Regions from separate parts of the Pan troglodytes genome. Here region 2 is linked to region 1. The links are chromatin contacts, called in public HiChIP or PLAC-seq maps. All regions are on one chromosome and are shown on one strand. The core of a region is the stretch at or near the end of the contact, and the rest is flanking DNA. Distances in the headings are between cores, read along the strand shown.

The links. HiChIP or PLAC-seq counts read pairs in DNA pulled down with a chosen protein or histone mark.
Region 2: a contact with region 1 is called in an H3K4me3 HiChIP or PLAC-seq map of stem cell-derived excitatory neurons, with 3 times the contacts expected there. The contact joins the promoter of MAP4K1 here to the promoter of FAM98C in region 1. A contact is called at or near these places in 1 of 7 Hi-C or Micro-C datasets (stem cell-derived neural progenitor cells) and 1 of 1 datasets of contacts at active chromatin or transcription factors (stem cell-derived excitatory neurons).

The regions. Positions count from the first base shown.
Region 1 is chr20:41,525,143-41,532,878 of NHGRI_mPanTro3-v2.0_pri, reverse strand. FAM98C (family with sequence similarity 98 member C) reads right to left here and starts at 3,335. Exons shown (of 7, transcript XM_024351305.3): 1 at 3,175-3,335; 2 at 2,908-3,056; 3 at 2,700-2,834; 4 at 1,285-1,490; 5 at 977-1,054; 6 at 763-875. The coding sequence starts at 3,239. SPRED3 (sprouty related EVH1 domain containing 3) reads right to left here. Exons shown (of 6, transcript XM_016946887.4): 6 at 6,818-7,736.
Region 2 is chr20:41,743,678-41,751,413 of NHGRI_mPanTro3-v2.0_pri, reverse strand. MAP4K1 (mitogen-activated protein kinase kinase kinase kinase 1) reads left to right here and starts at 4,148. Exons shown (of 31, transcript XM_003316316.7): 1 at 4,148-4,545; 2 at 4,717-4,774; 3 at 4,898-4,988; 4 at 6,095-6,159. The coding sequence starts at 4,447. EIF3K (eukaryotic translation initiation factor 3 subunit K) reads right to left here and starts at 3,294. Exons shown (of 8, transcript XM_512639.7): 1 at 2,998-3,294; 2 at 1,890-1,988. The coding sequence starts at 3,056.

The DNA.
Region 1 (7,736 bases), core at 2,086-4,585:
GTTGGGAGTTTGAGACCAGCCTAACCAACATGGAGAAACCCTGTCTGTACTAAAAAATACAAAATTAGCCCGGCGTGGTGGTGCCTGCCTGAAATCCCAGCTACTCGGGAGGCTGAGGCAAGAAAATCACTTGAACCCAGGAGGCGGAGGTTGCGGTGAGCCAAGATCGCACCATTGCACTCCAGCCTGGCCAAGAAAAGCAAAACTCTGTCTCAAAAAAAAAAAAAAAAAAAAAATTAAAAAAAAAGGCTGGGTGCAGTGGCTCATGCCTGTAATCCTAGCACTTTGGGAGGCCGAGACAGGCAGATCACAAGGTCAGGAGATCGAGACCATCCTAGCCAACATGGTGAAACCCTGTCTCTACTAAAAATACAAAAATTAGCTGGGCATGGTGGCATGTGCCTGTAATCCCAGCTACTCAGGAGGCTGAGGCAGGAGAATCACTTGAACCCGGGAGTCGGAGGTTGCAGTGAGCTGAGATCGCACCACCACACTCCAGCCTGGCAACAGAGCGAGACCCCATCTCAAAAAAAAAAAATGATGGGGTATGCCTCTGAATATACTCCCAGCTCAGAGCTGGGAATTCAACAATACCCTGGGACCCTGAGATTCTAGGAGCCCCAAACCTCAAAAAATTATAAAATGTCCACGGCCTGAGAACCTGCAAGAGGGTGATACTCCTGGCCCTCATTCCTCCTCCCTGCAACTGCAGCCCCCACAACTGGGCCTCTCCAATTCTGCACGGTCCCCTGCCCACCACACCTCTGCCCGGTCACTCCAGTGGAAAGCAGATGTAGTGAGGTCAAGGCGCTTGAGGAGGAGGCAGCGGCGGCAGCGGTACTGATCTCTGAGGCTTTGGGACAGAGACTCCAACGCTTCCTGGGAGAAAAGGTCTCAAGATCAGGCTAGGGGTCCCTCTCACTGCCACCTCTGATGAGGACACAGTTCACATTCAGTCAGTCACACACAGTCTTACCCATCTGGGTGCATCTAGCGAGCAGCTGAGGAGGGGCTGCAGGGACCCTGGGGGCAGAGAAGGCTGCAGCTCTGAGATCTGATGGGAGAAGAAGTCAGAGGCCAACTGGGGCAGAGAGGATGGGCCCCTCTGTAAACCCAGCTCCCCACACCCCTGAGGACCTAGGCCACAGATGTGAGAATGCCAGTCACAGCTCCAGAAAAAACAGGCCAGTGGTTGGAATACTCCTTCCAGAAGTGGAGAGAGGACCCCCACCCCCACAAGGAAAGTGGGGTAGCCCAGGTCGGGAGGGGACTCTGACTCTCTACCTTAGCATGCAACTCCTGCAGCAGCTGGCTGGCGGGGGTCCCTGGTGCAGGTCTGGGCAGCCCCAGGGCTTGGAGGGTAAGGTCCAGTTCTTGGACCATGCCGGCCCCCTCCACCACCCCTTCACCAAGGGGTGGCCTAGGACTCGGATCCAGCAGAGAGCGCAGGCACAGGAGGCGGGTGGCTTGGAGCTCTGAGCAGAGAAAGCCTGAAAGTAATAAATGGGTGCTGTGCACTCAGGGAGGCTGCTACCCACTCATCCATCTTGGTCAAAAAGCTCCACTGATGGCCGGGTGCGGTGGCTCACAACTGTAATCCCAGCACTTTGGGAGGCAGGGCGGATCACGAGGTCAGGAGATGGAGACCAGCCTGGCCAACATGGTGAAACTGTGTCTCTACTAAAAATACAAAAATTAGCAGGACATAGTGGTGAGTGCTTGTAATCCCAGCTACTCGGGAGGCTGAAGCAGGAAAATCGCTTGAACCAGGAAGTTGGAGGTTGCAGTGAGCTGAGATCATGTCACTGTACTCCAGCCTGGCAACAGGGCGAGACTCCATTTCAAAAAAAAAAAAAAGGCTCCACCGGCTTTAAAACCTCCACCTTTGCCCAGGCACAGTGGCTCATGCCTGTAGCCTGTGATCCCAACACCTTGGGAGGCTGAGGTGGGAGGATCGCTTGAAGCCAGGAGTTGAAGACCAGACAGGGCAACATAGGGAGACCCCACCTCCACTTAAAAACAAAACAAAAAAAATCCTCCACCTTCTAGTCCCGCCCACCTAAAGCCTTCCAGAGTAAGCCCCACCTTGAGACCCTGTCCCCTCCTACGAATTCCACTCCTGCCCACTTTGAAACCTCAAGCCTTCCTCCTAATCCAACCCACTTGAGCTCCTAGGCCCTCCAATTAAAATTCTAACCCCGGGCCGGGCATGGTGGGCTCACGCCTGTAATCCCAACACTTTGGGAGGCCGAGGTGGACAGATCACCTGGGGTCAGGAGTTCGAGACCTGCCTGGCTAACATGGTGAAACCCCGTTTCTACTAAAAATAGCCGGGTGTGGTGTCGCGCGCCTGTAATCCCAGCTACTCGGGAGGCTGAGGCAAGAGAATCACTTGAACCTGGGAGGTGGAGGTTGCAGTGAGCCGAGATCACGCCACTGCACTCCAGCTTGGGTAACAAGAGTGAAACTCCATCTCAAAAATAATAATAATAAAATAAATAAAAAATGAAATGAAATTCTACCCCCGCCCATTTCAGAGCGCTCTGCTCGCCCCAACATGCTCACCCCACCCACCTCGTACCCTCTGGGCCGCCCCAAAGTTCTGACCACACCCCTTGGGAACCTCGATTTCCCCTAAAAAGTCAGAGCCCGCCGCTCCCGAGGCCATGGCCTTGCCACTTCCGCATCCCGGGACTCACGCAGCAGGCGCAGTCCGGCACCGGGTTCCCGAAGCGCTGCCGCGCCATCCCCGCCGCAGAGCGCGCGATCCGGGCAGTGCAGCTCCCGCAGCAGGCTGCCGAGCTGCCGCAGAAAGTCCTCCTCCGCGCCAGGGCCTGCGAGGACAGGGGTGTCAGGGCTCGGTGGCCCCGTGGCGGCCCCCCTGCCACCCTCCCGCTCCGTGTTTACCGTCGCCGGCGCTCAGCACCTCCGCGCCCGCCTCTCGCTGCTGCTCGAGGGCGCCCAGCGTCCCCAGCTCCGCCGCCAGCCGCACGCACAGCCCCCTGAAGTCTGGGCATGAGGCGCCCCGCGACGCCGCCCCCGGGACACCTCCATACCTGTGGGGACCGAGGCAGCGGGAGGGGGCGGGGATGCACTGAGAATCCCTTTCCGTCCGCGTCCAAGGGGCAGACCTGGCCTTCCTGCACCCACCAGCCTCACCGCACACCCTTTTACCCCAGAGCCAGCAGGTCCTGGGCCACCGCGGCCCCCTCCCACGCTTCCGCCTTCACCGCCTCCATGAAAGTGTCGTCTCGGGGCGCCCCCTGGCGGCCGGTGGCAGGCTCCGCCCCAAAAGCGCCGCGCGCACGAGCTCCCCGCAGCGTCCGGCGGCACTGACCAATCGGCATCTTCCCGCGCAGGGGCTTGGGTGCTCCCATTGGCGCAGGAGAACGCCGAACCCGCCCCGGGGCCCGCCCGCCCCGCCCCTCGGCTAACCTGTCGGGGTTGTAGGAACGCCCCCTGGAGCTGTAAATTGCAGTGCGTTCGGGATCTCCGCTGTCAAGACAAGCTGGCGGCGGGTGTCACTGTTGCGGCGACATAAAAACAACTTCGGTGCCATTTTCCTTTTCCTCCCTCAGTTGTCCTCTGCTGGTGTTTTGTTGGTTTGTTTTTGAGGCAGATTTCGCTCTATCGTTCAGGCTGGACTGCAGTGGCGCCATCGCGGCTCACTGCAGTCTCGACCTTCTGGGCTCAAGAGATCCTCCCGCCTCAGCCTCCCAGCTAAATTTTTAAAAATCAGTCAGGCTTGGTGGCTTACACCTAGTAGCTGGGACCACAGGCGCAGACCACCGCGCCTGGCTGATTTGTTTTTAATTTTTTTGTAGAGACAAAGTTTCCTCATGTTGCCCAGCCTGGTTTCCAACTGCTGGGTTCAAGCGATCCGCCTGCCTCGGCCTCCCAAAGTGCTGGAATTACAGGCGTGAGCCACTGCAACCGGCCAATTTTTTTTTTTTTTTTAAGTTTTGTAGAGGCCGGGCACGGTGGCTCACGCATGTAATCCCAGCACTTTGGGAGGCTGAGGTGGGTGGATCACTTGAGGTCAGGAGTTCGAGACCAGCCTGGGCACATGGTGAAACCTCATCTCTAATAAAAATACAAAAATTAGCCGGGCGTGGTGGCACACGCCTGTAGTCGCCACTATTTGGGAGGCTGAGGCAGGAGAATTGCTTGAGCCCGGGAGACACAGACTGCAGTGAGCCAAGATCGCGCCACTGCACTCCAGCCTGGGGACAGAGCAAGACTCCGTGTCAAAAAAGAAATAAAGTTTTGTAGAGAGGGGTCTAGCTATGTCGCCCAGGTTTGCCTCTAACTCCAGGGTTCAAGGAATCCTTCCCTCTCAGCCTTCCAAAGCTTGGGATTACAGGCTTGAGCCAGTGTTCCTGGCCCTGTCCTCTGCTCTTAAAGCAGCCCAGATGGAGTGGTGTTCACCCAACTCTGCCTAAAATCCAAAACTTCCTCCCTCCTTTCCACCTCAGGGTTTGAATTACATAAGGGACCCAGGAATCCCAGCACACCCCTCACACACCAGGCCCTCCTCATCGATCACGATGTGCCTGTTAGGCCTTCACTCCTCTCCCTCTTAGGCCTTGGAGTGAGCAGGTGCAATGCACCATAGTGGTTAAGAGATTACACCCTAGGAATCAGGCAGACAAGGGTTAGGGCTTGATTCTGTTACTCACCAGCTCCATGTTCCTGCCAAATTGCTTCCCATCTGTATAATGGGGATAATAGTACCTACCTCTTAGAGTTGTTGCTGAGGATTAATTAGAGTTTCATATGTAAAAAGTGCTTAGCAGATATATAGGGAGTATTTAATAAGGAATAACTAATACATATATAGCATTTAATGTGTACTATTGGGCGAAGTATCTTATCTCTTTTACAGAGGAGAAAACTAAGGTTGAGAGAAGATAAGTCACAGAGTGAATTCATGGTGATGCCAAGGCTTGAAGATGAAATTCCAGACTCTATACTCTTAAACCACGGAACCTATTTCTACTGTTACTACTGCTGTTGTTTTGTTGCTGTTGCTAAGTAAACATTGTGTCAGATCTAATCTCTTCCTTACTGTATCCTGGTATCCAGTAGTTCATAGACAATTCTGCTGGAAGTTGGGGGTGGACCAGGAGCCTGGAGGGAAGAACAGGGGTAGAACTTGTTCCTTAAGGGCAGATACGAGTAACCCCATAACCCTGTTTACCCCAAGGCAGGACACTTGGGGGGCTATTTTTTGACATAAATCAAATGTTAAAAATTGCCCAGAGGTGGGCCACAGTGGCTCACACCTGTAATCCCCGCCTTTCAGGAGGCTGAGGTGGGAGGATCGCTTGAGCCCAGGAGTTTAAGACCAGACCAGGCACCATAGTGAGAATATGTCTCTACAAAAACATTTTTAAAATTAGCCAGGCTTGGTGGTGTGCACCTGTAATCCCAGCTACTCGGGAGGCTGAGGTTGGGGGATCACTTGAGCTCATGAGTTTGAGGCTGCAATGAGCAGTGATCATGCCACTGCACTCCAGCCTGGGTGATGAACTCAATTTAAAACAAAAAAAAATTGCTCCAGCCAAAAACCTGGACTTACAATCTTGACTCCTCTCTTTATCTCAAATCCCATACATAAATCTGTGGGTTCTATTTACAAAGTAGGCCCAACACCTGCCCACTTCTCCACCCTTCAGGGCCCTTACCCTGGGCCTGTCCGCTGCTGTCTTGTCCTGAACCATCACAGCAGCCTCCTCTCTGTGAAGCTGTCCCCCACCCCACTCCTACTCTGCTGACCACATGCAGCAGAGGGAGCCTGTGAACTGAGTCAGGTCACATGCCTCCCATGTTTGAAATTTCCTGTGGCTCCGTCTCACTCAGGGTAAAAACCTAAGTCCATTCAATGCCCTTCAAGGCCTGACAGATCTGCCCCATCGCCTCTCTGCCCTCATCTCCTAGCGCTCTCTTCTCTGCTTCCTCCCCTCTCAACACTCTAGCTCCCTGAAGCTCCTCAGACTTACCGGACACACTCCTGTCTCAGGGCCTTGCACTGGCTGTTCCCTTTACTTAAAATACCCTTCCCTGCAGACATCCCCAGAACTCCCTCACCTCCGTCAGGGCTTTGTTCAAATGCCAGCTCCTGGCTAGGCACAGTGGCTCACACCTGTAATCACTTGGGAGATTTCCACCTGGAATCACTTGGGAGACCAAGGCAGGTGGATCACTTGAGGTCAGGAGTTCGAGACCAGCCTGGCCAAAATGGTGAAACCCTGACTCCACTAAAAATACAAAAATTAGCCGGGCGTTGTGGCACCCACCTGTAGTCCCAGCTTCTCAGGAGCCTGAGGCAGGAGAATCACTTGAACCCAGGAGGCAGAGGCTGCAGTGAGCAGAGATCATGCCACTGCACTCCAGCTTGGGTGACAGAGTCAGACTCTGTCTCAAAACAACAACAACAAATGCCAACTCCTGAGGAGGGTCTAACCTGGCCACTCTAGCTAAAATGGCATGTATCTCCCATTCCCACTTTTTTTTCTTTCTGCTTTCTATCATTTCTAACATATTAAGTCATTTACTTATTGTCTCCCCTACTATAAAGCTCATAAGCTCTTTGCAGGAGGGACTTTTGTCTGTTCTGCCCACTGCTTTATCTCCAGTGCTTTCAACAGGGCTTGGCACATAATTAGGTGCTCAACAAATGCATTTGTTGAGTGTCTTATAAAACTCAGCTTGAGGGTCTGATGGGAGAAGGGAGAATTTAAGTAGGAGACTGGTTTAGCAGTTCAGGAAGGTGAGTGGGTGGGGTGCACAGAGGCAAATAAATAACACAGACTGAGACTTTGTCACAGACATTTCTTGGAGCAGATCTCGTGCTCCCTCCCCCGATGACAAGGCTGGGTCTTTGGCCCCCATCCTCCCCCACCACTTCAGCCTGCACTGACACTAACAATATTGAGGTCACAGACTGGCTTAGAAACAAGATCAGGAAGATATATGTTGGGGTGCCTCCCCCAAATCTGGGGGCCAAGCATCCGATCTGAGGGGCAAGCGGCTGGGAAATTGGGCCTGGGGGCTCCAGGGTCTGAGGTCTGCCTGGCTCCCAGGGCGGCCCTCCATGTACCCCTGATTTGGGGGCAATGAAGGGGAATCATGGATCAGAGGTGGGTCTCAGCAGGGAGCAGGACTGGGGGACCTGGGAGAGGCGCTGCTGGGAAGTGGCGGCCAGGGGACCTTTCCTTAGCCCCCACCGCTTCATCTGCAGATCCCACAGCACCGTACAGCACTCTGGTCCCCCGTCCCACCCCTCCCCAAAACGAGGTAGGTTAAGAATGGAGCTTCCCCCCCGCCCACCACGGAAGGGGGGAGACCGAGGCACAGAGAGGGGCATGGGGACCCAGGCTGCCCCAGCCCCCAATCCCTCCGCCCTCAGCTCTGGTGGGTCTGACAGTGATGAGAGCTGGGCAGAGTGGGGAGGGGAGAGACACCCCCGCTTTTCTCTCACCCATCCCAGGGTCTGGTTGGGAGTGCTGAATCTCACAGGTTCCGGATGTAATAAATAGTTAATAATTTAAAGGAAGAGACAGAGGACCTATCCCTTGAACCCCAACAAGGCCATCCAAGTCTGGGTAATGAAGAAAGGTTAAGTGCACAGTTCCAGATGCTTGGGGCCAGATGCAGGTCCCAAGCCCATACAACATTGAGACTGTCTTGCTCCAAGACCTTGAGGCCCCCACACAGGACACCAGATCTTCGAT
Region 2 (7,736 bases), core at 2,899-5,398, 220 kb before region 1:
AAGCCAGCCGACGCTTAGGAATATAGAAAAGAACCTACGTGATTATCGGGGCAGGCCCCCCGATACGTACCTCTAGTCACAGCTACTTAGGAGGCCGAGGCAGGAGGATTACATGAACCTGGGAGGCAAAGGATGCACTGAGTTGAGATCATGAGATCACGCCAAGGCACTCTAGCCTGGGCAAGAAGGTGAGACCCTGTCTCAAAAAAAAAAAAAAAGGAAAGAAAGAAAGCACCCAAGTAAAATTAGCTGGGCATGGTGGTACATGACTGTAGTCCCAGCTATCCAGGAGGCTGAGGCGGGAGAATCACTTGAGTCCAGAAGGCTAAGGCTGCAGTGAGCCATGACTGTGCCACTGTACTCCAGCCTGGGCAACAGAAGAAGATCCTGTCTCCAAAAAAAAAAAAAAAAAAAAAAAAAAAAAAAAAAGGCACGAAGAACCCACATGTCCATCAAGAGCCAGAAGAGATCATTAGGACAGTCACACAAGTGACACAGTGGAGAGCTATACATCCACGACAACAAACTGCAGTCATATCAAAAACAAAACAAAAAAACAAAAAACACTGGATAGATCTCACAAACCCAGTGCTGAGTAGCAAATGGCAAATGCAGAAGAGTTTGTGCTGTATGCACTCCATCTGTATCAAGTTCAAAGCAGGGAAACCTGAGCTGAGCTGAGCCAGATGTATGCATGCATAGTAAACCATCACATAAAGCCAGGCCATGAGAGCATGGGGGAGCAGGGGAATTGGTTGGCATAGAGCATAGGGGGCAAAGAGCCTGTGGTGCTAGCAATAACTTTGCAACATAAATGGTGATTATGTAGGCTTTCATTTATAATGATTTGTTAAACTACATGTTTGCTTAATGTATTAGCCTGTACATGTGTTCTGTAATTAACCTTTATTTTTGAGACAGGGTCTCACTCTGTCGCCCAAGCTGGAGTGCAGTGGTATGATCTTGGCTCACTGCAACCTCTGCCTCCCAGGCTCAAAAAATTCTCCTGCCTCAGCCTCCCAAGGAGCTGGGACTACAGCCATGCGCCACTGGGCCCAGCTAATTTTTGTAGAGACAGGGTTGTGCCATGTCACCCAAATTGGTAATTCTTTTTTTTTTTTTTTTTTAAAAAGAGGGGTCTCACTCTGTCCCCCAGGCTGGAGTGCAGTGGCACTATCATGGCTCACTGCACCTCAATCTTCCAGGCTTAAGCGATCCTTCCACCTCAGCCTCTCAAGTAGCTGGAACTACAGCCACATACCGCTACATTAATTTTTAAATTTTTTTATAGAGTCGGGTCTCGCTATGTTGCCATGGATGGTCTCGAACTCTTTGGCTCAAGTGAGTCTCTCGCCTCAGCCTCCCAAAGTGCTGGGATTACAGGCATGAGCCCCTGCGGCCACCCTAATTGATTTTTTATTATTATTTTTGAGACGGAGTTTCGCTCTTGTTGCCCAGGCTGGAGTGCAATGGCGCGATCTTGGTTCACCACAATCTCCGCCTCCTGGGTTCAAGCAATTCTCCTGCCTCAGCCTCCCGAGTAGCTGGGATTACAGGCATGTGGCACCACGCCCGGCTAATTTTGTATTTTTTAGTAAAGATGGGGTTTCTCCGTGTTGGCCAGGCTGGTCTCAAACTCTCTACCTCAGGTGATCCGCCTGCCTCATCCTCCCAAAGTGCTGGGATAACAGGCGTGAGTCACCGTGCCCGGCAATTGATTTTTCAAAAACCATCCCTCCTCCTGTCCCAACTTCCTTGGCTTCCTAGTCTTGCACACCAAGAGATGCTGCATTGTGCAGGATACTACCAGCCACCCCCTTGCCCTGTACTGGGAGTGGCACCCTGCTAGTTGCTGCAATGGGAGTGTAGACAGAGAGCTAGACACTTACAGCTTCAGGACAGCCAGGTTGGCTTCCAGATCATAGGCATTTTCCTTGGCCTGCGTCTCTACATAGCGCTCCAGGGTGGCCAGGTTCTCAGGATTGTACCTAAAGGAGAATCAAGATAGGTGAGCACAGAGGAGACAGAAGCTGAGGCCAGCCACCTTATGGAGCAAGGGGCCACTGTAACCTGCTCCTCCCGCCCTTCCCCTCTAAATCTGGCACTGGCCACTTGCTCTATCCAGGTAGTGAATTATGTCCAGTATAATCTCTAGTAAAACTTTTTCTTATCCCAGACCTCTCGCCTAAGCTCTAAACTCCACTGGAGCCCTGGCTCTTCCCTAGGATGCCTCCTCAACCTCTGAGCCAGTCAATCACTGCAGCTTGTACACCTGGCCTCCTGAATGTCTCTGCTACTCACCCCTTCCTCCCCTGCTCAGGCCTCCACCCTGATCCAGCCCCATCCTCTCCTGCCTACCTCGCTGCCTACTTCCTCCATGTCCACCTGAACACTCTGGCCTTTGCTTCCCCCATTTCAGTTCTAACCTCTCCCGGCTATCGCTGTCTGCTGTCAGATTTGTCTCCCTTATGGAAAGGGAACTCAGACCGTGAAGGCATGATCTGCCGCTGTCTGATTCGCCTGTGGTTCCCAGCATTGCCTAGCACTGACAGTTTATTTCAGTAAACGTGTGGAGAATGAATGACTTAAAGAGCAGAGAAGGGAGAGATTAAGAGGCACTCAAAGGAGGCGGAGCAGAGAAGGAAACCTTAAGGCAATTTACGAAGAGACTGAGTGGTATCAAGATTCTCTCGCTTCTAGGCCTTTGCAGTGCTTTTGTTTCTTTCTTTTAGAGACGGGGTTTGGCTGTTGCCCAGGCTGGTCTCTAACTCCTGGGCTCAGGCGACCCACCTACCTCGGCCTCCCAAAGTGCTAGGATCACAGGCGTGAGCCACTACCCCCAGCTCACTGCCGTTTCTTTAAGCATCTCCTCCTCCAGGAGGATAGAGAAACCCCACCCCGCGGCAAGCCCAGGACCCTGAACACCCCTTGCTGTCTCCGGAAAACCCTCTCCTCCGCCCCGCTTGGCCAGAGCGCTTCCTCCGACCGGGCTCAGACCTGTCGATACCCTTGAGCAACTTGCCCACGTTGGCTCTCATCTGCTCAAACATCGCCATGACTTCTGTCGCCTTCCACAACCAGGGATGGAGGCTAACACTGGCCCGGCACGGCGTCCTCGAGGACGGGAACAGGAAGAGGTGGTGGAAACGGAAACGACGTCGTTGTTGTCGCTCCAGCTCCTTGGGTGCGGTAAAGGGAAAGGCTCTAGCAGCAGCCGCCACGCTTTCCGGCTGCCACGTGACTTCTTCCTCGCAGGCGCAATTGGCGCGTGCGCATTCGCTCCACTCAAGCTGGACAGACAGCGTGAGAAAAAGCTTACTGTATCCCAGTGCGCAGGCGCCTCTCGTGGCGAGGGGGCGGGGCTAAGCTTTTCCCGGGCCTCACAGACCCAGTTCCAGTGCCGGTAGCGCGGGAGCGTGCGCGCGCGAACTCACCGGGAAGCACCCGGAGCTCTGGCGGCGTGCGCGCGCGTTGTATTGCGCGCGGCCATGAGGCCACGGATCTCTGCGGGAATGCACGCAGCAGCCTTACGTTTAGGCCATGGCCAAGTTCCGAGGGAGGTGTTCTGAGGTCCCTCTTGCCACAGGCCTGCGCGCCTGGTGCAGGATCCTGAGCTCTCCAGTTTCAAGTCTCAGCCCTTGGTCCCCAGCTCCAGGAGGAGGGTCCCACAAAGCTACTGTGCTCTGCCGGGCAGGGGCTGGGGTGAGGGCTCCTGGACTTCGCCGGATCGCGCCCCGTCTCCATTAGGTTCCGGTCTTGGAGCTGAGGGCGAGCGTCCCATTTGTATTGCCATGAATTATATATTATGTATAGGTTTTGTACACTGCAGGCCTACAAAATGCAGTTATGTGCCATGCATGTGGAGGTATATGCCCGGGGTACATCCACGTGTGTACTGTGCACACAGGTATCCAGGCAGATGCACGTCTACACGCCTGCGCAGTGCAGAGGAGGTAACCCAAGTGCATGTATGTGACAGGTGAACAGGCATGTACACTGCATAGCCATCCCTTTGCAGACCTGCCGCCTTCGGGTTGTGGCCAAACCTTCAAGCACCCAGCAGAGGTTTAGACACTACCTAGGAGACGGGGGCGGGGGTTCTAAGGCACCCCCCTCCAACCCAGTTACGATTAAGATCATTTGCATCACATTTACATCCAGCCCTGGGCCTTGGAGGTTGAGGGTGGTCCCTTGGGTCCCAAGAGAAGCTGCCCCTCAGAGGCTCTCAGAGCCCAGGGGACGGGGGGGGGGGGGGGGGGGGCGGGTGGAGCCCGTTGCACAGTCGTGCAGTGCAGCTGGGGCAGGAAGCGAGAGTGAGGAGGGGGGAGGCCACAGCCCGCGGAGGCAAGGCGGGTGCAGGGCTTCTGGGGACGGAGGGAGGTGCCAGAAGTTGAGCCCTGAGGCCCTGCTGGCCCCTGGGCGCAGGCCCAGCTCAGGCCCCCAGGGATGGACGTCGTGGACCCTGACATTTTCAATAGAGACCCCCGGGACCACTATGACCTGCTACAGCGACTGGGTGGCGGCACGTATGGGGAAGTCTTTAAGGTGAGGAAGCCCCTCTGTCCCCAACACCCTACAACCAGTGACCTTTAAGGCAAGCCCTCGGCAGGGAGGAGGCTGCAAGAGGGGGTCCCAGTTCTTGAGCTTGACTCAGGGATGCTGTGGAGGGACTCTGGCAAATGGAGCCTGCCTGACTGCCAACTTCCCCTTTGCAAGGCTCGAGACAAGGTGTCAGGGGACCTGGTGGCACTGAAGATGGTGAAGATGGAGCCTGGTGAGGAGGGAACATGGAGCTCCTTCCCCACATCCCCACCTTCGCCTCCTGGGACACTGGGATCACCTCCCCTGTAGCTCTCTCCCCATGCGAGCTGCCTTTTCTCTCCCGCCCTCCTCACAGATGATGATGTCTCCACCCTTCAGAAGGAAATCCTCATATTGAAAACTTGCCGGCACGCCAACATCGTGGCCTACCATGGGAGTTATCTCTGGTGATGAACCTCAGACCCACCCTGGCACCCAGCCCAGCCCCTAACCCAGAGCCCCCATTTCTTGACGGGGGTACCCTCAGTTCTTTTTTTTTTTCTTTTCTTTTCTTTTTTTTTTTTTTTTTGAGATGGAGTCTTGTTCTGTTGCCAGGCTGGAGTGCAGTGGCATGATCTCAGCTCACTGCAACCTCTGCCTCCTGGGTTCAAGCAATTCTCTGCCTCAGACTCCCGAGTAGCTGGGATTACAGGCGCTCACCACCCTGCCCGGCAAATTTTTGTATTTTTAGTAGAGATGGGGTTTCACCATCTTGGCCAGGCTGGTCTTGAACTCCTGACCTTGTGATCCACTGGCCTCGGCCTCCGAAAGTGCTGGGATTACAGGTGTGATCCACCGCGCCTGGTCTTGGCACCCTCAGTTCTAACCTTGAACTTCCATTTCTCACCATAACCCGACCTCCCATCCTGGACCCCCATTTTTGACTGGGCTAACCCTACCCTGATCCTCACTCCTAAGTCCCACTTTTTTGACCAGAGCAGCCTCTAATCTAATCTCCAATCTAAAATTCCCATTTCTGACCAAGAGTACCCCAAATTGATCTCTTCATAGTAACTGAATTTGAAATCAACTCCCTTGAAACGAAGCTCTCACCATTCTGCCCTTTGGCTCACCCAGTTTCACTCTCTGCTCCTTTAATATAAACTCCTAAATTCCCTGATCCCCAAATTAATATTCCAGATGCCCCAATAATGACCTCTGCTCCCCAGAACAGGTGCCCTGGGCCCCTCTGTCCCCTCCAAATCTCCACAACCCGTGAGATCTCTGCCCTGCCTCCTAGGTTGGCGTGGGACGGCAGTGGGGTCCCGCCCAAAGGCCTAGGTTTGAGTTGACTTGCCCCGGAACTCACATTTCCTCTCTGAGCCTTAACTTCCTTGTCTGTAAAATGGGAATGAAACAACCTCACTCTGGTAGACAAGGAGAGGTGGAGTGATGAGAGCTGTTACGTTAAAGTTCTTATTGAACTAGAACAAGACAGAAGCAAACCAGGGGCTTTCCTGCAAATAATAATGTATTTACTGCTATTATTATTCTTACTCTTGAACCACTGCAGGTTGCAGAAACTCTGGATCTGCATGGAATTCTGTGGGGCTGGTTCTCTCCAGGACATCTACCAAGGTTAGAGAAAGGACAAGGGGACCCAAGCACCCCTCCTATCCCCACCCCCCAACCCCGACCCAAATTCACCTCTTCCGTCTCTGTGTGTGTATCTCACAGGAACTGTCTTTCTGGGCCATATTTCAAACTCCTGGGCTGAGCTGATCCTCTTGCCTTCAGCTGCCGAAGTGCTGAAACTACGGGCTTGAGCCACTGTGCCTGGCTTTTTTTTTTTTTTTTTTTAATATAACTGCTGGGCCTGGTGTGGTGGCTCACGCCTGTAATCCCAGCACTTTGGGAAGCCGAGGTGGGTGGATCACCTGAGGTCAGGAGTTCAAGACCAGCTTGGCCAACATGGTGAAACCCTGCCTCTACTAAAAATACAAAAAATTAGCCAGCCGTGGTGGCAGACGCCTGTAATCCCAGCTACTCGGGAGGCTGAGGCAGGAGAATCGTTTGAATCTGGGAGGCGGAAAACCTCTGATTCCTTCCAGCCCTAGACCTCAAATGTTAGAAAAGGAAGGACTTCATTGAGAAGTCCTCAGGAGGGAAACTGAGGCCCAAAGAGAGGAAGTGAATCCCACAGCTGGTCTGTCAGACCTGATGTCTGACGGCCTCTCTCTGTCTGTCTGTCTTTCTGTCTCTCTGCCTGTGTGTTGTTCTTACCTCGTCACCCTCTGGGTCTCTCTCTAAATCTGTCTGTCTCCCCACATTTTGGCCTCTGACCTCTGTCTTTGTCTCTGTCTCATTTTTTTGTTTTTTTCAATCCTGTTCCTTTTGTATGTCTCATGTATGATCTGTCTCCGTTTCTCTGTCTCTCTCTGTCTCTGTGCCTTTCCTTATTTTGCAAAGTCACATGACGCCCCTGCTCAGAGCCCTCCTACAGCTTCCATTTCTCTCGGAGGAGAAGCCCAGACTCCTCATCAGGGTCCACCCCAGGCTGGCCAATCTCACCTCCTCCCACTTTCCTCCTCCCCCTCCACTCCACCCCACCCCCTTTGCTGCTTTTCAGACCCACCAGGGACTATCCCACCTGGGGCCCTGCACTTGCTGTGGCTGGTCCCACTCAGAGTGGGAGCCCTCATGTCTTCACCCACTGTCACCTTCAGAGAGCAGCCCTGACTGACCACCTCTGTGAAATGTCATAGCTCCTCCTACGCGCACCTTTCTTGCTTTATGTTTCTTCTTGCTGTCTATCAGCGTCTGAGGAACTATATCATATTCTACTTATTTATCTTGCTTATTTTCTTTCTTTCCTTCTTTCCATTTTTTTTTTTTTTTTTTTTTTTTTTTTTTGAGACAGAGCCTCCTTCTATTGCCCAGGCTGGAGTGCAGTGGTACGATCTCGGCTCATTGCAACCTCCACCTCCTGGGTTCAAACGATTCTCCTGCCTCAGCCTCCTGAGTACTTGGGATTACAGGCACGCACCACTATGCCTGGCTAATTTTTGTATTTTTTAGTAGAGATGGGGTTTCACCATGTTGGCCAGGCTGGTCTCGGACTCCTGACCTGAAGTGATCCACCCACCTTGGCCTCCCAAAGTGCTGGGATTATAGGCATGAGCCACTGCGCCAGGCCTATTGGCCTCTTTTATTTG